7 separate regions of the Mus musculus genome follow, and regions 1, 2, 3, 4, 6 and 7 are each linked to region 5. The links are chromatin contacts, called in public Hi-C and promoter capture Hi-C maps. All regions are on one chromosome and are shown on one strand. The core of a region is the stretch at or near the end of the contact, and the rest is flanking DNA. Distances in the headings are between cores, read along the strand shown. Region 1 holds the start of Ubtf (upstream binding transcription factor, RNA polymerase I). Region 2 holds the start of Mrc2 (mannose receptor, C type 2). Region 3 holds the start of Tlk2 (tousled-like kinase 2 (Arabidopsis)). Region 4 holds the start of Mettl2 (methyltransferase like 2). Region 5 holds the start of Gosr2 (golgi SNAP receptor complex member 2). Region 6 holds the start of Dhx8 (DEAH (Asp-Glu-Ala-His) box polypeptide 8). Region 7 holds the start of Gpatch8 (G patch domain containing 8).

Region 1 (4,033 bases), core at 513-3,012, 1.4 Mb after region 5:
TGGATGGAGAAGGCAGTGTGCCAAGAAATGGTCCAAAGAGACTGTGCGACCCAGCTGGCTGAGATGTGAGCAACAGCAGTGTTATTGTGGCAGCCCGAGGAGCCAGGAGCCATGGCGTGTCCCGGGGAGTGATGACACAAACCAAGCGTGGGCCGACCTGGTGGAAACCAGCGTCCTTCACATTGCCTTCTGCCTCCCTACAACTAATCCTGATATCCCTTCAGCCCACTAGCAGGGGAGGTAAAGACCACTAGAACCGATGGCAGTGGGAGGTTAAAAAGCGGCACACGCCCAGGCCTTTTCTCCCCAGACTTGCTGGATGGTGGAATACGGGAGGTTAGATCTGTGGTTGCCGGGCTGCTCAAATCCTGCCTTAAACCGGGGTGCGGAGCTCTCTTGTGGGCTCCCCGTCGTCGCCGGGGTGGGGGGACAGCGCCCGCGGCCTGCTTTCTCAGGGCTGGCCAAGCCTTTTTGACAAGCTGATTGCGAGAAGGGGATTGGCTGATCCAGGCGTGACGCCGGTAACAACAAAGGTGGAGTTGGAAGAAATTAGATTAAAGGAAAGGAGGAGAAAAAAAAAAAATTAAAGGGGGAGCTTGCAGGCAACTGGAAGCAGAGACCGAGGGGGAGACGCACGAAGCTCCGTTCCCGGTTCCGACTTCCCCCTTCCAGCTCTTTCGCACAAACGCGCTGGGATTTTGCTCTAAACCCCTACCCCGGTCGCGGCCTAGTTACTGAAGCCCAGGGTAAAGGGATGGCCGTTCCGCTGCTTCTTGAAAAACCTCCCCAACTCCCACTGACACCCTACTACGACACAGGGGTGAACTTTTTGTTCTTAACTCCTCGGATCATACGGCCGGTGAAGATGGGGGACATCGAGAACAACCCAAGACTGGCTCTGAAATCCGGAAGGCCCTCGCCGGGCACCGAGACCCAAACGAGGCGGGGTACTTCCCGGGTATTTTCATACGTTGCAAACCTAGGAGGCTTTTTTTTTTCCCTTTTTCTTTTTTGTAACATTCCCCTTCGCCCCCATCCCGCTTTAGCTTCAGGGTTGCAAAAGCAAAGCAATAAAAAAAAAAAAAAAAAGAGAGAGAGAGAAAACCTGCGCACACAGACACACACCAGTGGCGACAGGGGAGAGTTGGAAAAACGCAGGAGAGGAGGAGGCAGGAGACAGCAAGGATGGAGCAATGGGAGAGGGAGCAGGCAGGATCCCTCACAGATCCCCCTCCGGCCTCAAGCTGCCTTGCCCGCCCCGACAGGAGAGCGAGGAGTCGGGCAAGCAGATGGAGTGGAGCTCGCTCTAGGCAGCTGGCTTGGCCGGAGACTGGAGGAGCCGCCAAGCGACCGGCTGATTGGAAGAGAAACGCAGAGCGATGGAGGCGGGGGTAGGAGGACGATTTCTCTGCGGGGACTGGCGGCGGCGTACACGCCCGGGTCGGGCGCTGCAGAGCTTGGCTAGCTTTCAACCCGCGCTCGGCGGCTCCAGCCCCGCGCACCCCCGCCCCCAGCCCTGCCGGAGGCCCCGCAGGTGAGTGGGAGCTGGGAGCCAAAAAAGAGCTAAATGTCGAAAAACATCTGCCTTGGAAAAAAAAAAAAAAGCAAAAAACATTTTTTTTTTTTTTTTTTACTATTCCTTTTTTTAAAATTTCGTGCAGCCCCCGAGCGGTGGGAGGGAAGGGGTGAGGCTGAGCCGCCCGGAGGAGGCGGAGGGGCCAGGCGAGGCCGGGGCGGCCCGGGAGGCGGCGGCGCCAAGGCGGCTCTGACGGGCGAGCGCTCGGAGCGGCGCTGCGCTGCGCTGCGCCGAGGCGGGCGGGCGGGCGGGCGGAGCGGGGCGGGCGGAGCGCGGCGCGTGGGGCTCGCCATTAGCCGTCGCTCCGCTTCGCCATCTCGGGCTTTGTCTGGAGACTCGCTGCCCGGGCGCCGGCAGCTGCGGAGCTGCGGCTCGGCTCTTCCGCTTGCCGTGCTGCCTGGCGCCCCCGGCCCTCACTAGCACCCACTTGCTCGGTAAGTAAGCCTCGGTGCCGCGGATTTCGGGGGAAAGGGGTTGCTCTCTGGCGGCGCCAATCTCCGTCCTCCACGCGCCCGGGAAGGCCTGGATAGCCATGCCGGGCTGGATTGAACCGGCTCCCAGAGTGACTCTTCCGCTGGGGTCGGCAGCTCCTGGCCGATTCCCGGGTGTGAGGAGGGACGGGAGAGGTTTTTGTTGTTTAGGGGACTAAGAATATATATTTTAAGTTTCACGGGTGTTCTGCGGAGCATAAGGGAACCGAGAGGTAGGCGCCGAAACCTCGCACCGCGATCCGGGAGCGTGAGTCCCAAGCCGGTAGCCACGCTCCGGGGACCAGGGTGGTCGCTAGCCCGCTCCCGGAGGCGGGAGAGAGGAGCAGATGAGGACTAGGCCGGGAAACCGAGCTTAAGCTGGGAGAGCCTGGAAGAGAGCTCCAGAGCAGGGTTGCCGGCACCCGCGAGGCTCGCCGGCCACCCTCTCCACCGCCGCACCTCGGCCCTCCCTTCCTCCCGCGCCGGCCAAGCCTGCTAGTTCCCCCGCGGGGCTGGCGAGGTCGCTTTAGCCGCCCGCTTGCTCGCCCGCCTCGGCTCGCAGCCCCGCCGCCATCCGGGCGGCTGCGTGTCTTCCCTGTCCCGGCCCCCCCCTTCCCCGGCGGCAGCAACAGCAGCAGCCGCCGCCGCCACTACCACCACCCCCCTCCCCTCCTTCCTTGCCTCCGCCTCGGCCGCCCGGGTCCCCCCAGCGCCCGCCCCTCCTCCCAGCTGCCCCCCGCGGAGCCCGCCCGGGCAGGCTGTGGGAGGGAGCGGAGCCGGCGAGGCGGGCGGGCTGGCGCTCGCTCCCCGGGGGTCGGTGTGCGCTCTACGGGGAAGGACGCGCTCGCTGCCCCGCTTCTCCCGCCCCCCCTCCCGCTCCTCCTCCTCCCTTCTCCCTCCTCCCCGCTCCGGCGGCGGAGGCTGCTGCGGCGGCGGGGGGTGTGCGAGCTGAGGCCGGGGCCGGCGGGCGGGCGGGCGGGCTGCCTGCAGGCGGAGGGCGCTGTGCTTTGTGCTTTTCGCCGCGAGGAGCAGCAGGCAGCAGCCACAGCCGCCGCCGCCACAGCAGCAGCAGCAGCCGCCGCCCCAGCGCCGCCGCCGCGCCCGGAGGAGGAGCCGCTGCCGCCGCGGGAGGGAGTTGCGGCTGTGCCCGGCCGAGCGGGGGAGGGCGCCGCGCTCAGAGCCGAGAAGGGAGCCGCCGGAGCGGGGAGCTCAGAGGCCGCGCTGCGCCGGGTAACCGAGGCGGCGGAGGACGTGCGCCGGGGCCGGGGCTAGGGAGCGAGCCGCGGCTGCGGTAGACGCCGAGTGGCGATACCGGGAGAACTGTAGACAAGATGATCAGGGAACGGGGAAGGGCGCCGTGAGCCGGGGGTAGGAAGGGCAGGAAGCGAGGCCCAAGTGAGGCCCCGGGTGGAGGAGCCCGCGTTTCTCCGGCCGACAGGCGCAGTTCTCGCCGGCCGCCGGAGGGGGCGGCGGGGCCGGTGAGCGAAGCGCCCCCGCCTCGCGGCCGCCGTCCTCCCGCCCTCTGCTTGGCTCGGCTCCCCGGAGGCCGGGGCGGGGGCGCCGGCAGGGCTGGGCCGCAGGCTCGGGGAGGAGGCGGCCGTTCCCGCCGCGGTCGCGCCTCTGCGCCGGGTTTCTTCCGTGCGTGTTGGGGTGGCTGGGTGGTGGCGGCGGCGTCTCCGGCCCCGGGTGGTTCGGGGACGGGGGACAAGCTAGGCCGCTTCTCCGACTGCTCGCCTGCCCGGACAGGCGGGGACCGCGTTGGGAGGTCGGGAGGGGGGTAGCAGCGGGAATCCAGATCTAGTCCCCGGGGGCGGTCCGGCCGCTGCGCTCCCGGGCTGGCGGCGGCTGCGCGGCGTCCGGGTCCCCGCCGGGTTGCGGAGGCGGGGGGAACCGGCCGGGGAAAAGCGGGAGGAGGAGACTGAGGCGCGTGCCCGCTTCCATGCCCGCGCGCGCCCTTTACCCGCCCTTCCTCCCCCGCCCTCCAGCC
Region 2 (3,756 bases), core at 181-2,680, 1.6 Mb before region 5:
CAGAGGAGGCTCCTATGTAACTGTGGGTCACCCTGACCCTACCTTTCCCCTCAGCAAATGCCCACAGCACACCAGGCCACCGCAAAGGCCTCAGACTCTTCAGGGGGCCCTCTAGTCCTAGCACAAAGCTGCAGCTGCTGTCCCATCCCTTTCCGCTGACCCAGCCCCCAATTAAACATAAAAAGGGGATGTGGAGGCAACACCCAGCACATTTTTTAAAATTCTGAGTGCCTCTGCCCCCCAAGATCTACCCTATCAATGTTTATGAGTGTTCAGGTTCTTGTCGAGGGACCTGTCTGACCTCACATTTCAGATAGTTCTAAAATAACGACGACGACGACGACAACAACAACAACAACACAACAACAAAAAAAAACATACAGAAAAGAGAAGGGTGCAGTTTGGGGGGCTTGTGTGGTTGGTCTTCTGTGGGTTGTGGTTTGTATCTTTAGAAACTCTTTTGCACCAAAGACTGTCCACTCTGGAGAAGTGCCAATTTGATCAGAATTGAACACACAAAGTGAGAAACGAACACACACACACACACACACACACACACACACACACACACACACGCACGCACGCGCATTCGGTTCTCCTGGCACAAAACTGTTCCACAGGGTTACGATCGAACGGTGCATAAGTCCTCTGCCACAAGCTGTCCTTAAAGACCAAGTAAGAAAACATAAAGACCCCATTGCCAGACGCTGAACAGACTGACCCCTCACGTACAGAGTAAGAAACAATGCGCCTCTGGCTCTCTGGTTGTATATCAAGGTACCCAGACCAGCGCGGGGCGAGCGCCGGGGGTCCGGGTGGCCCGGACACCAGCCCTCCCTCTCCCTCCCAGGCCGCGGTGCCTTGGCTCCCCTCCCCCGCCGCCTGCCACATCTGGTTCCACTCAGGTCCTCCCCCACCTCCAGGCGCGCTCCTCCTCCCATCTCCTCCCTTGCTCCCAGAAAAGTGGAGACGAATTTAAAAAATCCAGTCACACACACACACACACACACACACACACACACACACACACACACGCACACACACGCGTGCGCGCGCACACACACACACACACACACACGCACGCACGCACTTCTTCAGAAAAGATGGGAGAAAAAAAGGAGGGAAAAGTCAAGAGGCCCGACTCCCGAAGTTGGCCAAGTTGGCAGCGCCTTACCCAGGAGGGCGGCGGCGGAGTCCGCCGGGTGGCCGAGACGCAGTCCCCCGAGAAGCAAGACGCAGCGCAGCAGGTGACGAGGCCAGGGCGCGAGGGCAGGTCGGATGGGTACCATCCCTGCGGCGCTCGGAGGACGAGAGTACGGAGGGCGCACGGCAGGGCTGCGTGCAGAGACAGCCCTAGCGCTGTGCTCAGATGACCGCCGGCGAGGGGATCGCATCCTCCTCCGGGTCCGGACGAAGTGATGCCTCCCGGAGAGGAGGAGGGAGGAGGCAGGCCCCGCAGAGGGAGGGCGGAGGGAGGAGCGCAGAACCCTGGAGGAGGGTTTGAGGGGCAGAGGGGAAGGGAAGCGGGCAGCGTGGGAGGGGACGGAGGAGGCGCGGGGGCGCAGGGCTGGGGACCCGGCCGCAAGGGAGTGCGTGTCGGGAGGGAGAGGAGGCGAAGGCTGGAGAAGAGGATCAGCGAGGTCCACAAGGATCCCAGTGTGCGCTCTTTATCTTCCCCTATTCTGCTTCTTAATTCCTTCCCGCCTTGTCTACCCTCTCTTTTCAGACCGGGCCTGGAGCCCCAGACGCTGCGTCACAGCTTCTCCTGCTGGCGCGAGAGGCGAAGCAACTGCAAAACTTTCCGCAGAACTTCACCGCGTGGCGAAGCCTGGGCTGCTGCGAGGCCTGGCCAGCCGAAGGATGGGATGCGCGACTGACTCAGGTGGCCAGTCTTGGGCCCCCAGCATCCCCTCCATCCAGCCTCTTCTGCCAGGTTTTAGGCGCTGAGCATCAGCTATTTCCTTTCCTAAGACCCCCCTCCCCTATTTCTGATGGGGAAGAGGAGGAGCTCAGAACTCCGCGCCACCCGTGCGGAGGTTGGGGGAGGGGAAGGTAGAGCTCCTGTTGCTTGTGAGCAGCGCAAACAATTCTTGATCATCTTGTTTCAGCATGTGTGACTCCTGTGTCAGTGTCCCTGGCACAAAGAATGTAACACTTGAGTTGATAGGGGCCGCTGTATCCAGAGACCTGGGACAAAAGCGGTCCACTGGATGTCCCAGAAGACCTACATCATTCCCACCAGCTGGGCTGCTGGCCGGTAGCAAAGAACAAAACGGAAATTTCATGAAGACAATCCAGTTACTTAGCATTATGCAACAGGTCAGATGGCAGAGCAAAGCACTGGGCTGAGAATCTGGATTTTGGAGAGCAGCCGACACCTAACCTCTGATTTCCCAGTCTTGAAAGTGATGCTTGGGAGCTCCAGCTGAGAACAGGCTTGAGATTTCTGGAGTCCAACAGCACAAAGCAGACTCACCTTCTCCCATCACAAGAGATCAAAACACTGTAAAACTGTAATATAAGTTTTATTGTTTCCTGGACTGGCCACTGAGGGGCTTTTTTTTTTTTTTTTTTTTTTTTTTTTGAAATAACAAACATGACTTTTCATGACTCCTGTTGTAGGTACTCTTTCTGTATCTCTGCAATAAAGGCTCTGCTCCAGGGAGGCTCCACCTTAGCCCTTCTGAACTCTGCCAACTGAGATTCTTGGCTTAATATAGCCCACTGATTGCAGGTCCCCAAAAGGAGCACCTGCAGGCCCCTGGAAAGGTTCTGCTAGCCACAGCCCTGACTGTCAGCCAAGTGAACAAAACCCCTTACCCTAAGGCTAACTTGAGCAGGGTTGCAGATTGGCTTCTGGAAAGTGTTCACAGCTTCACTGGCCCCATGGAGCCTCTCTTCTTGGTTTGACATGTCTTGGGATCCTAAGGTCCTGTACACAGCTGGCTATGCTAGGGCTGTCTTCTCCTGACACCTCCCTCCTTACAAGTCTTGTCATCCTTGAGGGATTTGAGAACCTGCCAGCTATGGATGAGCTGCACTTCCCTATCTGAGCAGCCTAAATACAGGATGCTTCTGGGACAGAATCAATCGGATCCCTCTTCCACCAGCCAGGGCAGGTTTTGGTACTACCCAGCTGGCAGAGTAAAAGCCAACACTGGGACATCACACAACTGTGACATGGCTCCAGCCAGTTGCTCACACAAGACCCACTGTGTGTTCACACACACTATCAGTCCTCCCCTGTCCCCTCACCAAACATCATCTTGTGCCAACCGCCATGAAAGCAAAGACAAACTAACACACTTGTAGTTCTGCGACTTTCATTTGATGGGAGAAATAAACTTTTGGCCATAGCCAAGGCTGAGAAGAGTCTGCTGGGGGGTGGAGGAGGGGAGCTGGGAGGTATGGAGTGCTAGCAGAGTCTTGTTCAAGGCCCTCAAGTCTGTCCTAGTCAGGGCTGCTTACTATGTACTGCCTACTGGCCACATCTACCCAGGTCCCTGTCCATGACTACCATCTGGCTTAGATCTCGGGCAGAGAGCTGGGCCAAAACTGGACAACTCCACAGTGACTTCTGGCCCAGTCCTCCATTGCAAAAAGGTCCTGTGAGGCCAACCGTGGTGGTACATGGCTGTAATTCCAGCACTTGGGAAGCTGAGGCAGGAGGACTGCCTAGCGTTCGGGGCCATCCTGGACTATATATATATAGCAAATTTCAGGCCACCTGGGCTATAGTGTGAAGCCTGTCTCAAA
Region 3 (3,630 bases), core at 46-2,545, 1.5 Mb before region 5:
GAGCAAAGGGGAATGAAAAGGTGACGAATTCAAGTTTCACTCACACACACAAGTAAGGAATTAGGAAACTGTTAGAATGGTAGAAAGGCATCTTAAAAAAAAAAAAAAAAGACTGAGAAGAAAACCGAGTTTTCCCTAAGTAGGTAGGTGGCCTTGCTCACTACTTGTCCTGCCCTAATAATCGAGGTCGGAAAGGCAGAGGTTACAATGCAGTCTCTCCCCAATCCCAAGGTCTCTGGAAACATTTCCCAACCCTCCATCCCCAGGCCTGGCCCAGAAAATGAGGCCCTAGCAGTTACCCCATTTAATGTCAACTCATGATCAGAAAATACCCACCCCATCTCTTTCCAGAGGGGCTTTGGACCGGGATCCTCCCAATGGCCCCAAGCCGGGAAGCAGGACCGATGGGGCCTGGTCCCGGCGCCCCTCGCCGGCTCCAAACTTTCCCCAACTCCGGGCCCACCTGTCACGGACGGAGCGAGGGACAGCTCTCGGGGGCGCCCCGTAGGCTGCCGAGGCCTCCAGCTCCCCGGAGTCGCCTCTCCCGGCAGGCCGACCGCCACACTCCCAGGCCTGGGCCTGGTCCATCTTCGGCCCGGCCCCTCGGCGACCCCGCAGCCCTCGGGGAGCACCTCCCGCCTCGGCGCCCAGGAGCTGCGGCACGACGCCGGCCCGGGTCGCAGCCTCCTCGGGCCCTGGAGTGGGGCCCCCGGGACGGTTAATACCCCAGGCCCCGGCGCCCTTCCACGTCCAGGGGCTGAGCTTCTCACCTGCCGCCGCTGCCGCTCCACTCTCCTCTCGGGAGGGGCCCCGACCCGACCCGGCTGCTGACCGCTCCGCTCTCCCCCTGGGCAGGCCCGGGGCGGAGCCGGGGCCTCTCCTGAGCGCCGCAACCCCCCGCCCGGGCAGCCGCCGGCGGCGCCGGGCTCCACGACAGGGCGGGCGGGGGAGGGGGGCCACGGAGGCCGCAGATCCCCGAGCTCGCGTACGGAGCCAGGCGGCTGACGCGGGCCCGGGCCCGGGCGGCCGCCGGGGGGCGCGGGGCCGGCCTCCTGGCGCCGGACAAAGGCCAAGGGAGGCGCAGAAGGGTCTGGGTCGGGCCGAGAAGTGGGGGCCCGCTCGGCTGGGGGCCACTCGGGTGCGGCGCGGAGGGCGGGATGGGGGGGGGGTCGGAACCGCTAGTGCCCAGGACCCGCCTCCGGCCCCTTAATCCGGATCGGTTCGGTCCGGATTAGTAGTGATCGGTGTAAACACACTAGTGAAACCGCGTGTTTCCTCGCGAGATTTGCACGGCTGGGAGGCACGGGGGGGGGGTGTTCCTGGGGTGGGGGGGAGGTAGTGCCGGCCGTGGGGGAGGGGACGGGAAAGGTGTTGGGGGGAGGGTCGCTGCTGCCCCCGGAGCTCCGCCTCCTCCAATCAGCGGCCGCGCTGGCGGGCAGGGGTTAACCAGGGGACCCCGCACCGGCGGAACAGGCCGCGCCTGACAGGGCTGCTGAGGGCGGGCGGCTGGCGGCGCTTGCGGCCCCGCCTGCGACGTGAGGGGTGGTTGGTCGGCTCGGGGGCGCCGGGTAAGCGGCCGGGGCCGGAGCCTCGGGAGCCCGCCTTTGTGGAGACAGAGTCGGAGGCCGACGGTTGGGCTGCGCCTCAGGCCGCGGAGCAGCGTCGGAGCGGCGACCCGGCGGGACTGCCGCGCTCGCCCTGCCTCTCATCTACACACATTTTTTGGGGTGAGGAAAGAGGTTGCTCTGCCCAGCGATGGATCCGAGGAGAGAGCCCGGGAGCGGGGCAAGGGGTGTCACTGAGTTCGCGGTGCCCACCCGATGTCCGCCAGCCGGCCATCCCCCGCAGCCATGGTCCACGTCCCCAGACCCCACGCCACGCCACGCCACGCCACAGGCACGGAAAGCCGGCCGGCGGCTCTCGCCTTCCACGTACCTGACTGGCCTGGCGTCTCCAGGGACAAAGGTGTCCTGGGATCACAGCCGAGCCCTCACCAGCATGCCCCCCTCCAGAGCGGAGGTCGCTACCCGCCCCCCGGGGAACTCTCTCAAAGCACCTAGGGGGAGGTTCCATCTTAACCTCCGGTGACAAGATGGCCCTCCTGGGGTGCTGGGGGCCTGCTCTTCAGAGTGTCTGCTGAGAGGGTGAGCGCCTGCGACAGGAGGGCTTTCCTGCATGGGAAAGGGTTCCACCTCTGACCCCAGCGCCAAAGGGGGAAAAAGTCACTTTCTTCACCTAGTTTCACGAGCCAAGACACGGACTTCAAAGTAACGACTCAGCTTTTTGTTTTCTTCTGATGCTTCCTTGACCAGATGTCTGAACGTGTCTGAAGGACTACAAGGGAATCACAAGAGAAACATTCAAGCTTTTACACAGCCGGCTTGAACTTTTCCAGGCGTTGGCAAGTACTCCAAAGTAGAATTCTGTTATTATTAATTTTTCCACATATTGACTGGACAGAGACCTGCCAAATGGGCAAAGGATGATAATTCCTTTTTGTACATTCTCCATCCTTCAGAACTCAAGTAGAAAAACTCAAATTGGGAGTCATCTTCCAGATCCCAGGCTGCTTGGAAAGATGAACGTTTTGAAGGGAAGAGGGGAAGAGCAAGTCAGGAGCAAAGGGTAGGGAAAGGGGGCAAGGAGGAGCCCCCAGAATGCAGTCAGTCTCAAGCATGAAAATGATGAACAAAAGGAGTGCACTGTGGCTCCTCAAGTCTGCACAGTGGGAAAACAAAGACAGTTCTTTGATTATAGTGAGATCAAGAAAATAACACCCACATTCCCATAACTTGGGAGACTGAGATGAAACAAGATTGCCAGCCTGGGTATCTTAAGACCAAAAGAAAGGGGCCTGGAGAGATGACTCCGTGGTTAAGATTGGCACTGTTCTTGGGTTTGCTCCAAAACATCTACACCCGTAAGGCTTCCATGGACAGTGCGTTCATGTGCACACACAGACATAATTAAAAATAAATCTGAAAAGAATATGGCCTGCAACTGACTATGCAGCATGGGCTGGCCTTAGGTGGTGGGTCCTTCGACCTCTTTCAGAGTTCTGGGATTACAGGCATGCAGCCACTATACACAGCCTAAAAATAACTCCTTAAATAACACTAGAGTGTCATAAATTAGGAGAGGAGACCAGAAGAGAAAGAGAAATGGACAGTTGAAACTGAGTTCTTCCAGCTGGTCCACAAACAAGTTGTCTGGGCCAATTATCTAATCGTTTCAAGTTTCACCAACCTTGTGCTAGAGCTAGAGGATTCCCAGTGCCCTTTCTAGACCACAGGTCCCATTTTCAGCTTTTTGTTTTGATAAAAGGTCTAATGTATAGCTGAGGCTAACCTAGATCTCCCACTGGCTGAAGATACTGTCAAACTTCTGGTCCTCCTGCTCCTGCTTTCCAAGAGCTAGGATTAATTATAAGCTAGGCAAGCAGTCTACCAACTGAACTACATTCCAAGCACACAGACTCACCTTTATCTGTTTTCAGAGAGTCTCACTATGTAGCCAAGATTGTTCTAAATTCTCAGTCCTTTTGTCCCAGGCCCTAGGAGCTGGCAGTATAGGCATATGCCCTGATGCCTGTTTCCTGAGTGCAGTTTTAAAGGAACCATTTGAAGACAG
Region 4 (3,827 bases), core at 191-2,690, 1.4 Mb before region 5:
TCTGCCTCAGCCTCCCACGGAGCTGAGTCTACAGGAATACACCACTGCACTTGGCTAACTGGTCCTTTAACTGCGAAAAGAGGATACTGGGCTACATGATTTTCAAAATCCCTCTCAACTCTACGAAGCTTTATCTAGTCTTATCTACCTAACAATGCAGGCAGGGTGCCTACTTTGCAACTGGAATATATACATATACTTATTTTTGAGACAAGCTCTCATGCAGCCCAGGCAGGAGTGGAACTCTACGTAGCAAGGATGCTCTTGACCCCACTCAACCTCTTGTCTCTGCCTCCCAAGAGATTACACCCCTACATCTTAGGAGGTACGTGCCTGGCCAGTGACCTCGGTACTATAGAGAAACTATCAGTGCTTATTATCATAACCGATGAGCCATCTCTCCAACCCCCTGATGCCTATTACCTTAAAGTTCCAGGTTTACTTTCAAACGCCTCCTAGAAACAGGGACAACCAGTTCTAGTATTTTATAAAGGAATTATTCTTGTCTTCGGAAATGACCTCTTTCGCTTTGAGCAGACTCGTCTCTCCACTCTGCTGCACGCATCTTTCTTTGGTAGAAGTCCCACATCTCCAAACCCAACACCTCAAGAAAAGATGTTATGATCTAATCCTCTCCTCCCACAGTACGTTAGGATCCGACCACATCAATCTAGCTCTGATGGAAACGTCCCAGCAGAAGGTAAACTGTAGAAGCTACCCTAAGATGACTGAACGACTTTACGGTTGCCACAGGCCAGCCACATCAACGCGACACTCGTAGAACTAGAGAGTTCAACAACAACAACAACAAAGTCCAACCCCAATGGCTTCAAGACTTTGTTAGAAGACAGCCCCTTTGCCTCCTAACCCGTCCCCTCCCCGACCCGTTCTGGGCCGGAGTTCTCCATCAGGTCAGTGATAAAACGATCCCGGTGCCCCCATTTTTCTTGCCGTCTGGAGGAGGCGCGTCCCACACTGCGGGCACAACGGAGCGCACCTTGCTTCTCCGGGCACACCAGCGGGGAGCTGTTCTCCTGCACTTTCCTCTCCGCCGCCGCGGCCTGCTCCTCGGACCACTTCACGTTGTCCCTGTGAAAACCAAACGGGCAGCTTCAGGCCCACCGGTCCCGGACCCGGGAACGTCGGTCCTCGGGAGGCGAACGCTTCAGCTACCGCCGCGGGAGGAGGGCCAGCGGGCAGGGCTTTTCTCCAAGTGCTCCGGGCTGGCGAAGAGCCGGGCGAGATGCAGGGCAGTTACCAGGCATTGTGATGGAAGACGCGCGCCGGGTCGCTCAGGAACCGGTGCCCGAACTGCGGTCTCTTCCCGTCCTCGGTCTCCGGCACGCCTTCAGGGAAGGAGGCCGCCATGACACCGGAGACGGAAACGCCTTCTCTTCCCGAAGGCGAGGACTTCCTGTGGGCCACGCCCCTTCCGGAAGTAGCGTCACTGGGAGGGAAGATGGAGGGCGGGGCGGGGCGGGGCGGGGCGGGGCGGGGCGGGGCGGGGCGGGTTCCAAGTGATTGGGAAGCTCAGCGGAGGCGAGTCCGAAAGGAGTCATTTCTCCCTGGAGATGCACAAGGGCGTGCAGCACGGGGAGGAAGTAGGAGGCTATTCCCTCGAGTACGGTTCCGTGCAGGTCCCAAGATTCCCCCCAGGAAAAGCTTTGACTAGCCGACTGTGATGAGACGTGGTCACCAGACCACAGTCCGCGGGGAGGCAGCGCGTGGGTTTTGAGAGCATGAAGCTTCCGTGTTAAATGACATAACCGACCACACCTCCTTGAAAAGCCAGGCTTAATTGGCACAATAAAAATTGTAATTCGTTCATGCATAGAGCTTGTAATATGTATTCAATTTATTTAAATGTATACATTGTACACTTATATACTATACATATATGTATAAATATTTTAAAACTAATAGTAGGTCACTGGTATATAATTTATAATTGCACATTTTTAGCCTTATATTTTCTATTTAAATAAATTTCCCCTTTATGTGTACGCATGGTTGTGCACCACGTGCATGCAATGCTCATGGAGGCCAGAAGAGGGCACCAGATCTCCTCGAACTGGAGTTACAGATGCTTGTGAACCAACATATGGGTACCAGGGATCAAAATATGGGTCTCCTAGAAGAGTAGCCAGTGCCCTTAATTATAGGGCTCTCCAGGCTCTATAATTTCTTTAGGCTTGGTGGCAGGCAGCTTACTTGCTGTGCCATTTTACCAGCCAGAGTTATTGTTGTTGTTGTTATTATTGTTGTTGTTTTTGTTATTATTTTGATACATTTTGAAGGACTATGTAATTCTGGCTGGCCTCCAGCTCTCTATGCAGATTAAACTGGCCTCAAACTCAGAGATGTGCCTGTCTCTGCCTCTCAAGTACCGGGATTAAAGGCATTCACCATCACATCCAGCTATATGTATTTTTTTTTTTTAATATCATGCTCTTTAAAAGCTGTTAGTGTTCACATTCAACAATCCCATTATATAATTTTTGTGTGTGCAGAAAGCTCATTGTCCTTTTACTTGAAGTTCCAACATTATTTTTAATAAGTGAGCCATTTGAAATATATGGCTGCTTCTCTTTCTCTCTCCTCTCCTCCCTCCCTTCTTCCCCCCCCCCGTGTGTGTTTTAATTATTATTTTCTTTTTAAATATAGAATTCCTCTATATAGCTCTGACTATCTCATAACTCTCTTTGTAGACCAGGAAGGTTTCAACTTCAGAGATCTGCCTGCCTCTGGCTTCTGGGTACTGGGATCAAAGATGTGTGCTGCCTCCACACCTGGCTAGGTTTTTATTTTTGAGATTATGACATTACATCACTCCTCCTCAACCCTCCCATATTCCCCTCCTTACTCTTTCAAATGCATGGCTTCTGAAAATGGATGAGTGTGTCACTGTGTACCCTTATCTGGCTTCAAACTCTGGACCCTCCTGTCACGTCTAACTTTGCCAGTGCTGGAATTACAACATGCATTTCCAAATGTTTAACTATTCTAAACTTGAGCTTTTGTTTTTAGACCATTTTCTTTTTTGTGTCTATTTACATCAGTGTATTTCAGTGTATCTATTTACTTCAGTGTATTGTATCATTTACTGAAAATGGTGTGTGTGCTTGGTTTTCTTTTTTAAATTTATTTATTTCTATTTTATGTCCATTGGTAATTTAACTTCATGCATTTCTGTGTGAAGGTATCAGATCCCCTAGAACAGGAGTTACACACAGTTGTGAGCTGCCACGTGGGTGCTAAGACTTGACCCCTGGTGCTCTGGAAAAGCAGATGGTGTTCTTAACCGCTGAGTCACCTCTCCATTTTCTTTAAAAAATTATTTGTGTGTGTGTGTGTGTTCAGAGGAATATCAGATCTCCTGGAGCTGGAGTTACAGGTAGTTGTGAGCTGCCTGATGTAGGTGCTGGGAACTGAATTCACGTCCTCTTTCGAGAGCAGCTCTTAATCGCTGTGCCCTCTCGCTAACCCACTAAATGAGTTTACACAATGTATTTTGCTGGCCTGTACCAACTCATTTTCCTTCGGCAGTTGAAGCATCTAACATCTTTTGAAAGGAGTTCGGAAGACGTGGTGCAAGGTGGTCAGAATACATTGAGAACTGTGTTTCAGAGGAATCGAGGGGCCCCCTAGTGGACGATAAAGGGCACTCTCCTACTAAGCGGATATATTCAATGCTTGGAAAGGCTAAAGGCTCTCCAGGGGATCGACTTGGATGTTAGCCCAGGGCAGGGTAGTTAATCATTTCATGACCCAGCCACCCCAACCCCATCACCCTCCCAACCCCTTGTTGCAGGCGGTGCCAATTCTGG
Region 5 (4,080 bases), core at 559-3,058:
ATACCTTCACTAGCAAAGCACAGTAATGGTTTGGGTCAGTAATCCCCAGCAGTGGGAAGTGTGCACAGCATCCTGGGTGCCAACGCAGTCAGCACTAGCAAATGGCACAAGGAATTGGAAAGGCAGGGAAAGTTACTGAGACTGATGCATTCAGGCCCTGAAGACCTGTGGCATTATAAATAATAACAGCTTTGTTTTCTTTTGTTTTTCATGGTGGTCAGAAATAGCACATTCAAAAATAAAGGACAAGAACAGGTATAGTTACTGGGCCCACAGTGGATAGTATAAGGAATCTTTGCTGTATTTATTACAAAAAAAGGGAATATTATAAAAATGAATACCATCCATCCTGGCAGCAAAGTCATGGTGGCAGGCAGCTTCATGGTGCTGGGAATGGAGGCAGCTACTCACTGCACCTCAGCTGAGCAGAAAACAAAGGAGAAGACTGGCACTTTCCCCCTATTACTTATTTTTTTCCTGTTCTTATAAATCTGTAATATAATTTAAAATCAAAATGCCTATAGAGCAAAGACCCACAAAGATTTGACCTGGGACCTCACACAAGTCAGAGACAATTCTACTGAGACACACACAAGCACACATATACATACTTCCCTGTGCATCCCTCACCAGCAAAGTACTAAAAAACTAAGGATACAGCCTTTTATCTATGCCCCGCCCCCACGCTACTCAACCTTAGCTAAAGTGCACCATTCCCACAAACCCTCTATCGGTTCTTGAAGGCCCCCCATGCTTTCTTGATCCATGAACCCCTACTGCTCTTCTCCAGGCAAATGGTCCTTAGTCATACCCTAAATGTTGATTGTTAATTCAGCTTTAAAATAAGGACTTTCTCAATAGACAGCGAAACACCAGGAATGTGTTTTACCTGGGTTCCTATCCTACATATCTGTGCATGGTGCATAGTAGATGTTCAATAAATGGGAGTGGAACTGGGAAATGTAATGTTAGGGAAAGAATGAATATGGGCGGGCAGTCTCTTGGGACATAAAACTGGGAGGGATGCAGGATACAGGAAAATCCAAGCTTCAGCTCACCAAAGGAAGAGGAACAACTCCTCCCTTGGGAGGAACTGTAGATAAGAACCTAGATGGATGGAAATGAGATGGGCCTAGGTGAAGACAAGTGTTTGAACCTTTCCAAGTCCTAATCCAAATGTCACCCGCCCTTCATGTCTTTAAAAACAATTTCCTATTGACCACAACACCAGCCCAGCTCATTATCTTTGTATTTATTTGGATGTTCTACCATTATCTTTGTACTTATTTGGAATGTTTATTTGTATACAGATCGTAGTTCCTTCTCTAGTCCAACCTCTTGAAGAACAGGGAAATTTTGGTTGTTCCACGTCATATGCTAACCACTCACTCACTGTGGGTTTACTAAAAATGAGCCGGAGATGGGAAGACTAGTGGGCGGACTAGTTCGAGGCAGGAAAAGCACGCGTCGTGAGGAAGTGAGATTCCCCAGACCTGTAATTACACACTCCAAGGAGAAGCCAAGCCCGACCGCGGGGCGGAGAGCGACGTAGAGAGTCGCCGGCGACTTCTCGGGGGAGGCTCTGACGTCAGTGCCTCGCGACCGTCCTCTCCGCTACCTGATTCAATCCCGGAGCTGGACTTTAGCAAAAAACTCACCCCCGCCGCTCTCCGCGAGCTCCGGCCCGGAGCCACACCCATCCCTCGCGTCCCGCTTTCCTTCCGCGCAACCCCGTCTCCGACCTCACAACCACCACGGGACAGGCACACTCGCGGGCGCCCTACTCAGCAGGGCGGGCCCTGAGACCGGAAGCCGGAAGTGGGGTTGTGAGGACGTGTTCCGAGGAAGCCGCAGGCCGGCTAGGCCGGCGTCATGGAGCCCCTATACCAACAAACGAACAAGTGAGGGCTGCGTCGGGGAGCGGGCTGGGCTCCGCCCGGGCTGCGGCCCCTAGGGCTCGGGGCTCTGGGGACTGTCATTGTGGAGGTTTCCGCTCGGGCTGCTCCGCATCTCTTAGCCCCTGGTGCGATGCTCTTAGCCGAAGGGGATCGAGCCGGGGCGCGAAGGCTTGGGCCCGGTAGCTCTTGGCCGCAAGCCGTGACTGCCTATTGGCAAGGGAAAGCAGCGCCCCTAGGTTACAGCACTTGATCCAGCACCTGCCAGCTTAGTCCTCCGGGTTGGTAGAGCTTAGAGAACAGAGAAAACTGTTGCCGAGGCTTGTGTCTATGAATCTATTGCTTAAGTGGGAGTGTCAGGGGTTGTACGAAAGAAGTATTTTGTGTACTTGATTGGACATTTAAAGAACTTATTTTTGTGACACAAAGACGGGCAGGTAACTAGTGACTATTTTTGTGAGTCATATCTGATTACAAGTTAGCCTTAAGGAAATTGAAATTGAGTCTTAGATTAGCTTTTCATAACTAAGTTTCCTTGGTGGGTCCTTTTTTTTTTTTTTTTTTTTTTTTTTCCATACCGTCCTTTGTTTTGGGAACTTGCAGTGTTATGCAGCTAGACACCATGAGGGGCCACATACCTATGTTAGTTTAAGAACTTTCTATTGATTGTATGACAGCACTGAAAAATCTTATTCCTTGGGCCTGAAAAATGACATAAACTAGTCATCCTGCCTCCCCAGGAAACTCATAACAAAAAGAATGGAAATAAGATGGTGGTTATTCTCTTTTTACCTTTTTTTTTTTTAAATTTGTTTATTATATGTAAGTACACTGTAGCTGTCTTCAGACACCTCAGAAGAGGGCATCAGATCTCATTGCAAATGGTTGTGAGCCACCATGTGGTTGCTGGGAATTGAACTCAGGACCTTCGGAAGAGCAGTCAGTGCTCTTAACCTCTGAGCCATCTCTCCAATCCCCCTTTTTACTTTTGTCAACAAAATGTTTGATTTGGGTGGGGGAAAATAAACTACATTGTAATGACAATTTGCATATTATATAATAAGTGTAGGAAGAGATTTTAAAAGACTATCCTGTGAGTCACGTGGAAAAGGAATGAGGCAGAAAATTGCCCTCATTTACTAAGAACGGATCCTTTCCATAGCAAGACACATGGACCTAGCAGAGCGGTGAGTTAATCTGCTAGTTGCTGAATTGACAGAACAGTGTCAGAACATACTCGTCTCACTAGAACTTTGAACTGATTCTGTGATTATCTCTAACTGTGAAGGTACGTTGACATAAAATCGATTATTTAAAGTCATATAGCTGGAAAAGTCCTGAGCACTGAGTGGATGAACAAAACAAAAAAAAAAGAAAGAAAGAAAGACAGGATGTTTTACATTAGCAATATTCTACTAGGATGAGCTTTAAAGAGAATCCAGTAGGCTTCCATTTTGGGTACTCATGTTCATAAAAGATACATTTGTCCCTTGTGTTGTCTAGCTGCCATCCTGGAATTCATCTTTAGATAGTTTGGAGTAAGTAGGTCTCAGACACAAACAGCTCTGGAGTGATCACGCAGGCTTTTCTGGTGGTTTTACTCAGTAGTTAGTTTTAAGAATTATTATCTCAAGATCAGTTTGTCAGCTTGCCTTAGGAGGTAAAGACTAGCTATGGAGGTAGAGTGGAAGACGTGACAATAACCAAGTGCATGTGAAAACTGTGGGCGTGTATGTGTTGTGTGGGTGTGTGTACATTCAAGATGGGATTCTATTACATAGCTGAGGTTAGCCTATAAGTTGTGGTGTAGCTTAGACTGGCCTTGAACTTACAGTCCACCTGCTTCTTTGTCCTGTGTGCTAAGATGACAGGTGAGCACCACTATATCCACTACTTACTAACTTCCTCCCTTCCTTCCCGTCATGTCCCATCCTGTCTGATCCAGTCCCTCCCAACCAATCAACCAACCTCCCTCCCTCTCTTCCTCTGTTCATTCGTCCTTTTCTTTCTTCATCCGTTTGTTTGTTTGAGGTAGAGTCTCACTTTGTAGCCCTGGCTGACCTGGGACTCACTATGAAAACTAGACTGGCCTGGAACTCTTAGAGATCCACCTGCCTCTGTCTCTCGAGCTGTTGGGATTACGGATATACCACCACTCTCATTAGTTTAAAAGCAACGGCAGTTT
Region 6 (3,691 bases), core at 267-2,766, 2.0 Mb after region 5:
CAGCATCCTCAGACTTACTGCCGGAAGTCCTGCGGCATTCTCCTAGGACAGTGGGGAAGGAATCTGGCTCCCTGGCCAGCAACGCAACTTTACACATTTGATGGCTTATTTACTTGATATGCACAAATCGCTCCTTCCTACTTAAAAATCCTTTAGTGCGATCAAAATTTAAATTCAGTAGCAACACCAAAGAAACAAAAAGGAAACAAAGAATCTTCAGATATACATACTGTGAATTCTGCACCATTTTTGACCAGAGAAGCCTTAAAAGTATCAAAGGTAGTATTTTTCTCAGCAAGACTGATGACAAATTCAGCTGTTAAAAAAAAAAAAAGGAATTATAAATGGACTCAGATAATAATTAAATTATAAAAGAACTCAGGAATCCGCCTGCCTCTGCCTCTCAAGTGCTGGGATTAAAGGCGTGCGCCACCACTGCCCGGCTTTGTCGTCGTTTTTTGTGACGGGTCATACCCTGATACATACCATGCCCAAGCTACCCTCAGATTATCTACGTGTGACTTTGGAATTACTAATCATTCTGCCCTCACATCCCAAGCCTGAGATCCTAGGCGCCTGCCTGGCTGTCATTTACTTTTGAGGACATTCTGAAAAAGCCCAACACCACCCAACCCTGTACCTATCAAACGGAAGTGTTCCCCTCATGCTTCTAATTCACATACTCGGCCTCTCATTTTCACAAGGGCTCCGGCTATGCATATAATTACGATCTGGGCCCCGAGCCTTTCTTATTTTCTCTCTGGGTCCCCTAGTCACAGTTTGCCCTTAAACATCTAATGACTAGTATGTGAGAGATAAGAAGATGTAACTAATTTAAGAGCACGGCTCAAAGCACAAGCTCGAAGTAGATGCTGACTACTGCCTGACTGTGCGAAGACCAAACAAGATAATGTAGATGAAGAGCTACCCATAATATCTTGTGAGCTTCTAAAAATTACTGGCCGTAATTACAACCATCATCTTCGCGGGGGCTGCTGCTGCTGCTATTGTTAAAGCTATTTCGCCCCCCAGAACTGAAAAACAACAATCGAGCAGAAATTGCTGCCCCAGCCTTCACCGGCAGCTCACAGAAATGGTTTCTAATAGCTCGGACCGGATGGTTCTCAAGCAGAGGCCACCGCCACAGGTTCCCGGAGCCCAAGTCACGATGACACACACACAGACACAGACAGACAGACACACACACACACACCATCAACCGCTTCTCTCCTGCCTCCCTCACCCCCAAAATCAAAAGCCATCGGGACCTTCCTCCAGCTCACCCAGATCCTTGTCGTTGATGCCCAAGTGATTGTCCAGCTCCGTGCAAACCTTCGACACCAAAGACAGGTACTCAAGTTTAGCGAGTTCTTCCGCCGGGCCGGGCTCCGAGCCCATTAGGACCCCGGCGGCGGCCACGGCTACAGCCATGGCTACAACTTCCCTTTGGTCTCCTTCCGGCCGGCCAGAACGCGAAGCCACAGCTTCCACTTCCGGGTCGGCGCTCGTCTCTTTTGTTTACAGGGACGTCAAGTAAAGTTAACCGTCTTTGTAAGGATCAGCGAGATCTGGCAGGAAGTTCCCACAGACGGGCCAGACGCACTGAGTTACGCTGTTCGTTCAGTGGCGGCCTCTAGCGGGGGGGAAGACTCCACCCGCCTTTAGGTTTTTTTAAGGATCAATCTCAGCGCGCCTCTGTGATCCGTCAGCAGAGGGCGACCGTGGCCTGCGCGACTGAACAGCGCCTCGGAAAAGCAAGTTGGCTTGTCCTTGATCAGCTCAGTTCCTGACCTCATGGCAAGTGATCTCAAGTGACCTTACACCAGCAGACGCTAGATTCTGGCTGCTTATCTGTAAACTCGGATAATACGGTCTAAATGAAATAGATATGCAAAGTGGCTGAGCCACAGTAGGCACACTGAAAATATTAGTTGCTGTTATAACCCCCCCAAACTGCGAGTGGTCCAGCAAAGCTTATCTCAAGCATTCCTGTTGCCAAAACCCTCAGTCCTCTTAAAATCTGCTTCTCTAAATGTCAGCTGTGTTGTGAACCTGAGGTCATAAATTCAGGTGTCCCAACTTTTACTTTTCCCTTTGGCAGAACCTTGCAATGAAGATGAAGGGTTTCCCATGTCTTAGTATTCTGTGTAAAAAACAAGAAAATACTTCCTCTAAGGTGAGTAGCCCTCCCATCAGTCAAAAGACAGAAAATGAGCCCCCTCTGCTACTGTTGGCTGACTCTGTTGCACTACTGTGTCTTTGAATTATTGGGAACACTTCAGTGATAACGAGTTGCAGGGAAGCTGGGCAGGCTGGTGCTCTCCTTTAATTGAAGCACTCGGAGGGCAGAAACAAGCTGTTCTCTGAGACTGAAGTCAGCCAAAGTTACACAGTGAGAACCTCTCTCAAAATTGCAGGCAAAGGACTATCACAGTAGTTCCGTGTTTCCAGGTTCCCAAGGATTTAGTACATTGCCATCTGAGTTCCTGATGCCCTTCCCTTCCTTATAACTTACTTGTTTTTATTTCCTATACATGGTTTTGCCTGCATTCATGTCTGTGTAAGGATGTCAGATCCCCTGGAACTGGAGTAACAGATAGTTGTGAGCTTCGGTGTGAGTGCTGGAAATTGAACCCAGATCCTCTGGAAGAGTGACCAGTGCTCAGAACCATGAGCCATTTCTCCAGGACTCACTCCTTCCTTCCTTCCTTCCTTCCTTCCTTCCTTCCTTCCTTCCTTCCTTCCTTTCTCCGTGAACAGAATGAGAAAGTCTGCCCTTGATGCTGCTTGCTTATCTGCCAGTATGGAGTTAGGTTTCAGGAGTTAATTCCACTTGACCCTTCTTTCTCTACATCTCCTTGCTACTAAAACTTCATATTTCTATCCAGCTGCACTTTTAACACTTAACAAGAAGAAAGGACAAAGAGATTGGGAGCTGTTTTTTAAAGCTCTATCAGAAAAGACTCTAAATTGGACATGGCTGCACTCGATTTTAATCCCAGTACTTGGGAGCTAGAGGCAGGCAGATCTCTGTGAGTCCTAGGCTAACCTGGTCAACATAGTGAGTTCTGGGACAGCTAAAGCTAAATGAAAAGACTAATATCCCAGGTGTAAATCATGCCTGGTAAATCCCAGCACTTCTCAGGAGACAGAAAGTCAGCCTTAGTAACTACATGGTGAGTTTGAGGCCAGCCTGAGCTACCTAGCAAGAAAGACCCTATTAACAACCACACAAAAACGCTATAGAATCATAACATGTAGTCATGGTAACAACTTTCAGAATTGTTTGAGAATTGCTGTGTGTATGTCTCAAGAGTAAACATGAACAGGACACTGTAGCCACCCGCGGCCACACGAACTGGGGGAGGCTTACAGGACAGTGTGTTACATTTTATCTTCTTTTGAGTACTGGGGTTGTAGCTTGTTTGGTAGAGTGCTTGGTTAGCATGCAGGGAGCACTGGGTTCAAACCCCCCCCCCAAACTATGTAAAAAGCAGATAAGGAAGAGCTGAAGAGATGCCTCAGTGATTTGGGGGTGCTGACTGCTCTTCCAGAGGACCTGGGTTCAATTTTCAGCACCCACATGACAGCTCACAACTGTAACTTCAGTTCCAGGAGATCTGACACCCTTTCTGGACTCCATAGGCATTGCATTCACATGGTGCACAGACATCATGCAGGCAAAAGACTC
Region 7 (3,856 bases), core at 942-3,441, 1.1 Mb after region 5:
TGGTCTCCAGAGCCTCATATATTTGAATGCTTAGCTACCAGGGAGCTAAGCTGCTTGAAAGGAATAGAAGGATTAGGAGCTGTGGTCTTGTTAGAGGAAGTGTGTCACTGGAGGTGGCTTTGAGGTTTCAAAAGCCTATGTCAGGTCCAATCTCATCCCTCAACTCTCCTGCTGTGAGTTAGGACTTAGCTCTCTTACACTGCTCCAGTGCCTACCTGCAGTCTAGCATACTCCCCACCATGATTATAGACTAAACCTCTGCAACTGTAAGCCCCCAATTAAATGATTTCTAAAAGTTGCTTTTGTCATGGTGTCTCTTCACAGCACAAAAACAGTGACTAAGACAGTTGGTTTTTGACAGATCCTCTCATTTCGGCAAAATACTTTCTTCTGGATTAGAGCCGGCATGTTAAAAACCCATGATTTGGGCTGGTGAGATGGCTCAGTGGGTAAGAGCACCTGACTGCTCTTCCAAAGGTCCAGAGTTCAAATCCCAGGAACCACATGGTGGCTCACAACCATCGATAATGAGATCTGACTCCCTCTTCTGGAGTGTCTGAAGACAGCTACAGTGTACTTACATATAATGAATAAATAAATAAATAAACAACAACAACAAAAATCCCATGATTTGTTTGGTTAGCATTTCTAGAGAAAGTCTCCAGCTGCTACCTGAGTGAGAAAAAAAAAATGATTTAGGCTCCAACTGCTTTCTAGATTGCTTTGTGACCAGTCCCTTGGACTTTCAGCTCTGCCCACACCCTCACCTTCCCTGGTGCCAGGTACAAATTCCAGAGGCTTGCTAGCTGACTAGGGAGAGCTCCAGGTTTAAGGAGAGACCTTGTCTTAAAATCAGGTAGAGGGGCTAGAGAGATGGCTCAGCTGTTAAGAGCTGATACACATACATACATACATACATACATACATACATACATACATACATTCATTCATTCATGTAGGCGAAGCAGTCTTACACTAGGTAAAATTAAACAGCCCCCCCTCACTCCCCCACCCTGTGAAAACATTAAAGAAAACAAGAGCTGGAAAGATGGCTAAGCAGTTAAAAGCACTTGTTCCACATGCAGAGCACCTGGGTTTGTTTCTAGCACTGACATACATGGTGATTCTTAACTGTAACTCTAGCTTCAGGGGATCCAATGACTCTGAACATGAATATATATGTGTGGAGGGGGGAGAGGAGTGGGAGGGGGAGGGAAAATAGTAAGAAAAAAACGTCAAGCTCTTGGTAGCCATGTGTTTAAGTTTCTCTCTTCTTCAAGGTTGTGATCCCTTTGTTATGCCTTGATTTATATGTAGCTTTAAGATAGGTCATTCTTTTCATTACAGTCCCCCCCCCCCACAGTGTCACTTAGATTTTGTTATTTGAAGCAATGTCTTATAGCCCAGGCTAGCTTTGAACTTCCTATGTAGCCAAGGATAAGCTTGACTTAATTTCCCCTCAGCCTCAAGCAGGAATAGACACTCGTTTATATTTACAACTATTAGGTTAATTTATTGGTTATCTGACTTCCTGCCTGGAATGGAAGCCCTTTGAGAGATTTTTTTGGTACCTCTTAAGTAACATTATTATGTATTAATTTTAAAAATACCCTCTTTGGACATCGGGGGGCGAGCCTCTACTACATAGAGAGCTACAGGAAACCCTGTCAACAAAATAACAAAAACAAAACAAAAAAACATTAAAAGTACTCTAGCTGTAAAGTCAGATCTCATGCTACTGTATAGCATTACACTGTATATTATTACAAATACGGGATGGGCTTGACCGTAAACAAGAGCATAAGAAAGAAAGACTTCTGAACACTGCTAAGGGAGCAAGTGAATACTTCCCAGGCCCCCAAATGCTCTGCCCTGCTGATCTTTCCCTCCGGAAGCGCTTACGCGCGCCGGCGCGAGTGCGCATGCGCGGCCCGCTGGGGTCGCTCGGGGCCGGGCGTGAAACCGAGCGATGTGAGAGGAAGGTTCCGCCTCCAGGCCTGCGCGCCTTCGGGATTCCCGTCGGAACGAATTCCTGTTCCCTCCTCTTCCCAACACCCCCCCAACAATCCCTCGCCAAGCACACATCCTCCACCCCCCTCCCCACGCCTGCTGCGCGCGCCCGGTGGGCGTGGGAGGGGGCGTGGAAACAGAGAGGGGGCGGGCGTAGCGGGAGGGGAGGAGCGAACCGGAGAGCGTCGTCCTGAGGAGGAGTGAGAGCGGCAAAATGGCGGACCGCTTCTCCCGCTTCAACGAGGACCGAGACTTTCAGGTAAACACGGGCGTCGCCGAGGACCACCCACGCCCCCGGAGGGCTCGCCGCGAGCCCGGGGCCGCCTCCCTCCCGGCCTCCTGGCTCTCCTTCCTTCTGCTCTCCGCTCCACCTTGCAAGCCGGCTCTCGCCCCTTCCTGCCTCTCATTTCTCCAGGGGCCTCCGGGGCTGAGATGAGGCCGCGTCCCCGGCTTCATCCCTATTCACGCCGCTTCTTCGGCTCGGCTTTCCTCCTATTTTGCTCCTGGCTTCCCGCTCCGCAGCCGGGCGCTTTGTGGGGGTTGCGCTTTGCTTGTCTCGGGGCCTGTGCAGGCGCAGGGCCGGCCCGGCCCCCGGGGGAGAGGGCTGGGGCGGGGAAGGCTTGGGCCAGCGGTTTTCAGGCCGGGGCTATGGAAGCCTTGGCTTTTGCTCGCCCCGATCATCCTGGGGATCGCCTCTCCGTTTTCCCATTGTGACAAACAAGCCCTTTATCGACTGTCTAACCTAGTCTTCCCCCTGGTAAAGGGCGCCCTTTCTTATCAAAGACGCCTTTTTTGTTGAGGCGAGCCATTGAGCTTTCTCTGGGCATAAATAACTGCTGTTGTTTACAGGCCGTTAATTGGGTTGGGGACAGTAAGGTATAGGTCTGTGGACTGGCGTAAACTTAACTTCGAGACCTACCAAGATTTGTAAAGAAGCATAATTATGGCCTTTCCAAGCGGGAGTAAATTCGTTCCTAAACCTTGATTTTTTTTTTTTTTCTTTCTTCGTTTGCAAATGTTGATCTGGGAAAGATGTCCGTGGGGTGGCAGGCATTAAAGAAAAAAACAACAAAAACAAAACAAAACAAAAAAACAAACAACAAAGGCCGAATTAGAATCATTAGGCTTTTAGATATTGAAATTGTTACTGCAGGCATAGTTGGGAGACAATAAGGGATTTAGTAGCCTTTGGTTATTTCTAGGTAAAATACATCCTCAGTTGCAAATCACTGCATTACTACCGCATCTCCTGGCAACAGCAATTTAGGTCAAGGGATGAGCCTCCGAACTCGAGTTTTTGTATTCCTTTCAGCTTCCTCAACGCACCTCTAGCTGTGTCAGAAGGCAATTTGAAGGGTTTGAATTCTTGGAGATGATTGGGTTGATAGACAAAGCAATTTCAACTGGTTTAAAATCAACACTGTTAAATAGTCTTAGGTGTAGAACGCTATGGGAAGTTTTGCAGCAGTAAGGGATTTGGGAGTTGCTGAAAATGCCTTGTGGTCATGTGCCTGCCGCAGAAACTGCAGCCCAGCACAGCATCTTAAGGTGTTTTAAGGATTTATCTCAGGTCTTCCAAAGTTTGAGGTGGACATTTGATACCCGAGAAGGAAGGCAGGCTTATCTTTCTTTTCTTTCTCCCTATATCAAGCCCTATGAAGCAGGTATAAAGTATATACGCTTTATTACTATTTTTTGTTAATTTAAAATTATTTAGGAGACAGTAGATGACGAAAACCTTCCAATGCTTTTCAGAGAAAAGAATTTCAAGGTGACCTAATAAAATTGAAAACAGACAGTTTTGAGGAAAAATGGCCCTCAAGTATTTCAGCTGGCTCAAACGGGG

Evidence for each region. Promoter capture Hi-C pulls out the DNA fragments that hold promoters and counts their contacts. A called contact is a pair of places that touch in the nucleus more often than the background predicts.
Region 1: a Hi-C map of CD8 T cells shows a contact between it and region 5, with 7 times the contacts expected there. The contact joins the promoter of Ubtf here to the promoter of Gosr2 in region 5. A contact is called at or near these places in 1 of 39 promoter capture datasets (pre-B cells) and 1 of 484 Hi-C or Micro-C datasets (CD8 T cells).
Region 2: a contact with region 5 is called in a promoter capture Hi-C map of embryonic stem cells, with 2.6 times the contacts expected there. The contact joins the promoter of Mrc2 here to the promoter of Gosr2 in region 5. A contact is called at or near these places in 2 of 39 promoter capture datasets (embryonic stem cells and liver).
Region 3: a Hi-C map of CD8 T cells shows a contact between it and region 5, with 7 times the contacts expected there. The contact joins the promoter of Tlk2 here to the promoter of Gosr2 in region 5. A contact is called at or near these places in 2 of 39 promoter capture datasets (liver and pre-B cells), 1 of 484 Hi-C or Micro-C datasets (CD8 T cells) and 1 of 9 other capture datasets (adipose tissue).
Region 4: a promoter capture Hi-C map of liver shows a contact between it and region 5, with 5 times the contacts expected there. The contact joins the promoter of Mettl2 here to the promoter of Gosr2 in region 5. A contact is called at or near these places in 8 of 39 promoter capture datasets (the 3T3-L1 cell line, 3T3-L1-derived adipocytes, the C10 cell line and 4 more), 1 of 484 Hi-C or Micro-C datasets (B cells), 1 of 115 datasets of contacts at active chromatin or transcription factors (large pre-B cells) and 1 of 9 other capture datasets (adipose tissue).
Region 6: a promoter capture Hi-C map of pre-B cells shows a contact between it and region 5, with 4 times the contacts expected there. The contact joins the promoter of Dhx8 here to the promoter of Gosr2 in region 5. A contact is called at or near these places in 1 of 39 promoter capture datasets (pre-B cells) and 1 of 115 datasets of contacts at active chromatin or transcription factors (thymic regulatory T cells).
Region 7: a contact with region 5 is called in a Hi-C map of B cells, with 8 read pairs. The contact joins the promoter of Gpatch8 here to the promoter of Gosr2 in region 5. A contact is called at or near these places in 2 of 39 promoter capture datasets (the C10 cell line and pre-B cells), 2 of 484 Hi-C or Micro-C datasets (B cells and CD4 T cells), 1 of 115 datasets of contacts at active chromatin or transcription factors (double positive thymocytes) and 1 of 9 other capture datasets (liver).

Annotation. Positions count from the first base shown.
Region 1 is chr11:102,316,825-102,320,857 of GRCm38.p6, reverse strand. It overlaps Ubtf (upstream binding transcription factor, RNA polymerase I), which reads left to right and starts at 1,762. Exons shown (of 21, transcript NM_011551.7): 1 at 1,762-2,010.
Region 2 is chr11:105,290,320-105,294,075 of GRCm38.p6, reverse strand. Mrc2 (mannose receptor, C type 2) reads right to left here and starts at 1,430. Exons shown (of 30, transcript NM_008626.3): 1 at 1,175-1,430. The coding sequence starts at 1,289.
Region 3 is chr11:105,179,192-105,182,821 of GRCm38.p6, reverse strand. It overlaps Tlk2 (tousled-like kinase 2 (Arabidopsis)), which reads right to left and starts at 1,295. Exons shown (of 22, transcript NM_001112705.2): 1 at 771-1,295. It overlaps 1700052K11Rik (RIKEN cDNA 1700052K11 gene), which reads left to right and starts at 1,389. Exons shown (of 1, transcript NR_027956.1): 1 at 1,389-3,630.
Region 4 is chr11:105,124,038-105,127,864 of GRCm38.p6, reverse strand. Mettl2 (methyltransferase like 2) reads right to left here and starts at 1,440. Exons shown (of 9, transcript NM_172567.3): 1 at 1,259-1,440; 2 at 998-1,089. The coding sequence starts at 1,368.
Region 5 is chr11:103,695,451-103,699,530 of GRCm38.p6, reverse strand. Gosr2 (golgi SNAP receptor complex member 2) reads left to right here and starts at 1,808. Exons shown (of 6, transcript NM_019650.4): 1 at 1,808-1,901. The coding sequence starts at 1,873. C130046K22Rik (RIKEN cDNA C130046K22 gene) reads right to left here and starts at 1,807. Exons shown (of 3, transcript NR_102389.1): 1 at 1,659-1,807.
Region 6 is chr11:101,730,781-101,734,471 of GRCm38.p6, reverse strand. It overlaps Dhx8 (DEAH (Asp-Glu-Ala-His) box polypeptide 8), which reads right to left and starts at 1,516. Exons shown (of 23, transcript NM_144831.2): 1 at 1,284-1,516; 2 at 231-316. The coding sequence starts at 1,431.
Region 7 is chr11:102,554,493-102,558,348 of GRCm38.p6, reverse strand. Gpatch8 (G patch domain containing 8) reads left to right here and starts at 2,191. Exons shown (of 8, transcript NM_001159492.1): 1 at 2,191-2,269. The coding sequence starts at 2,225.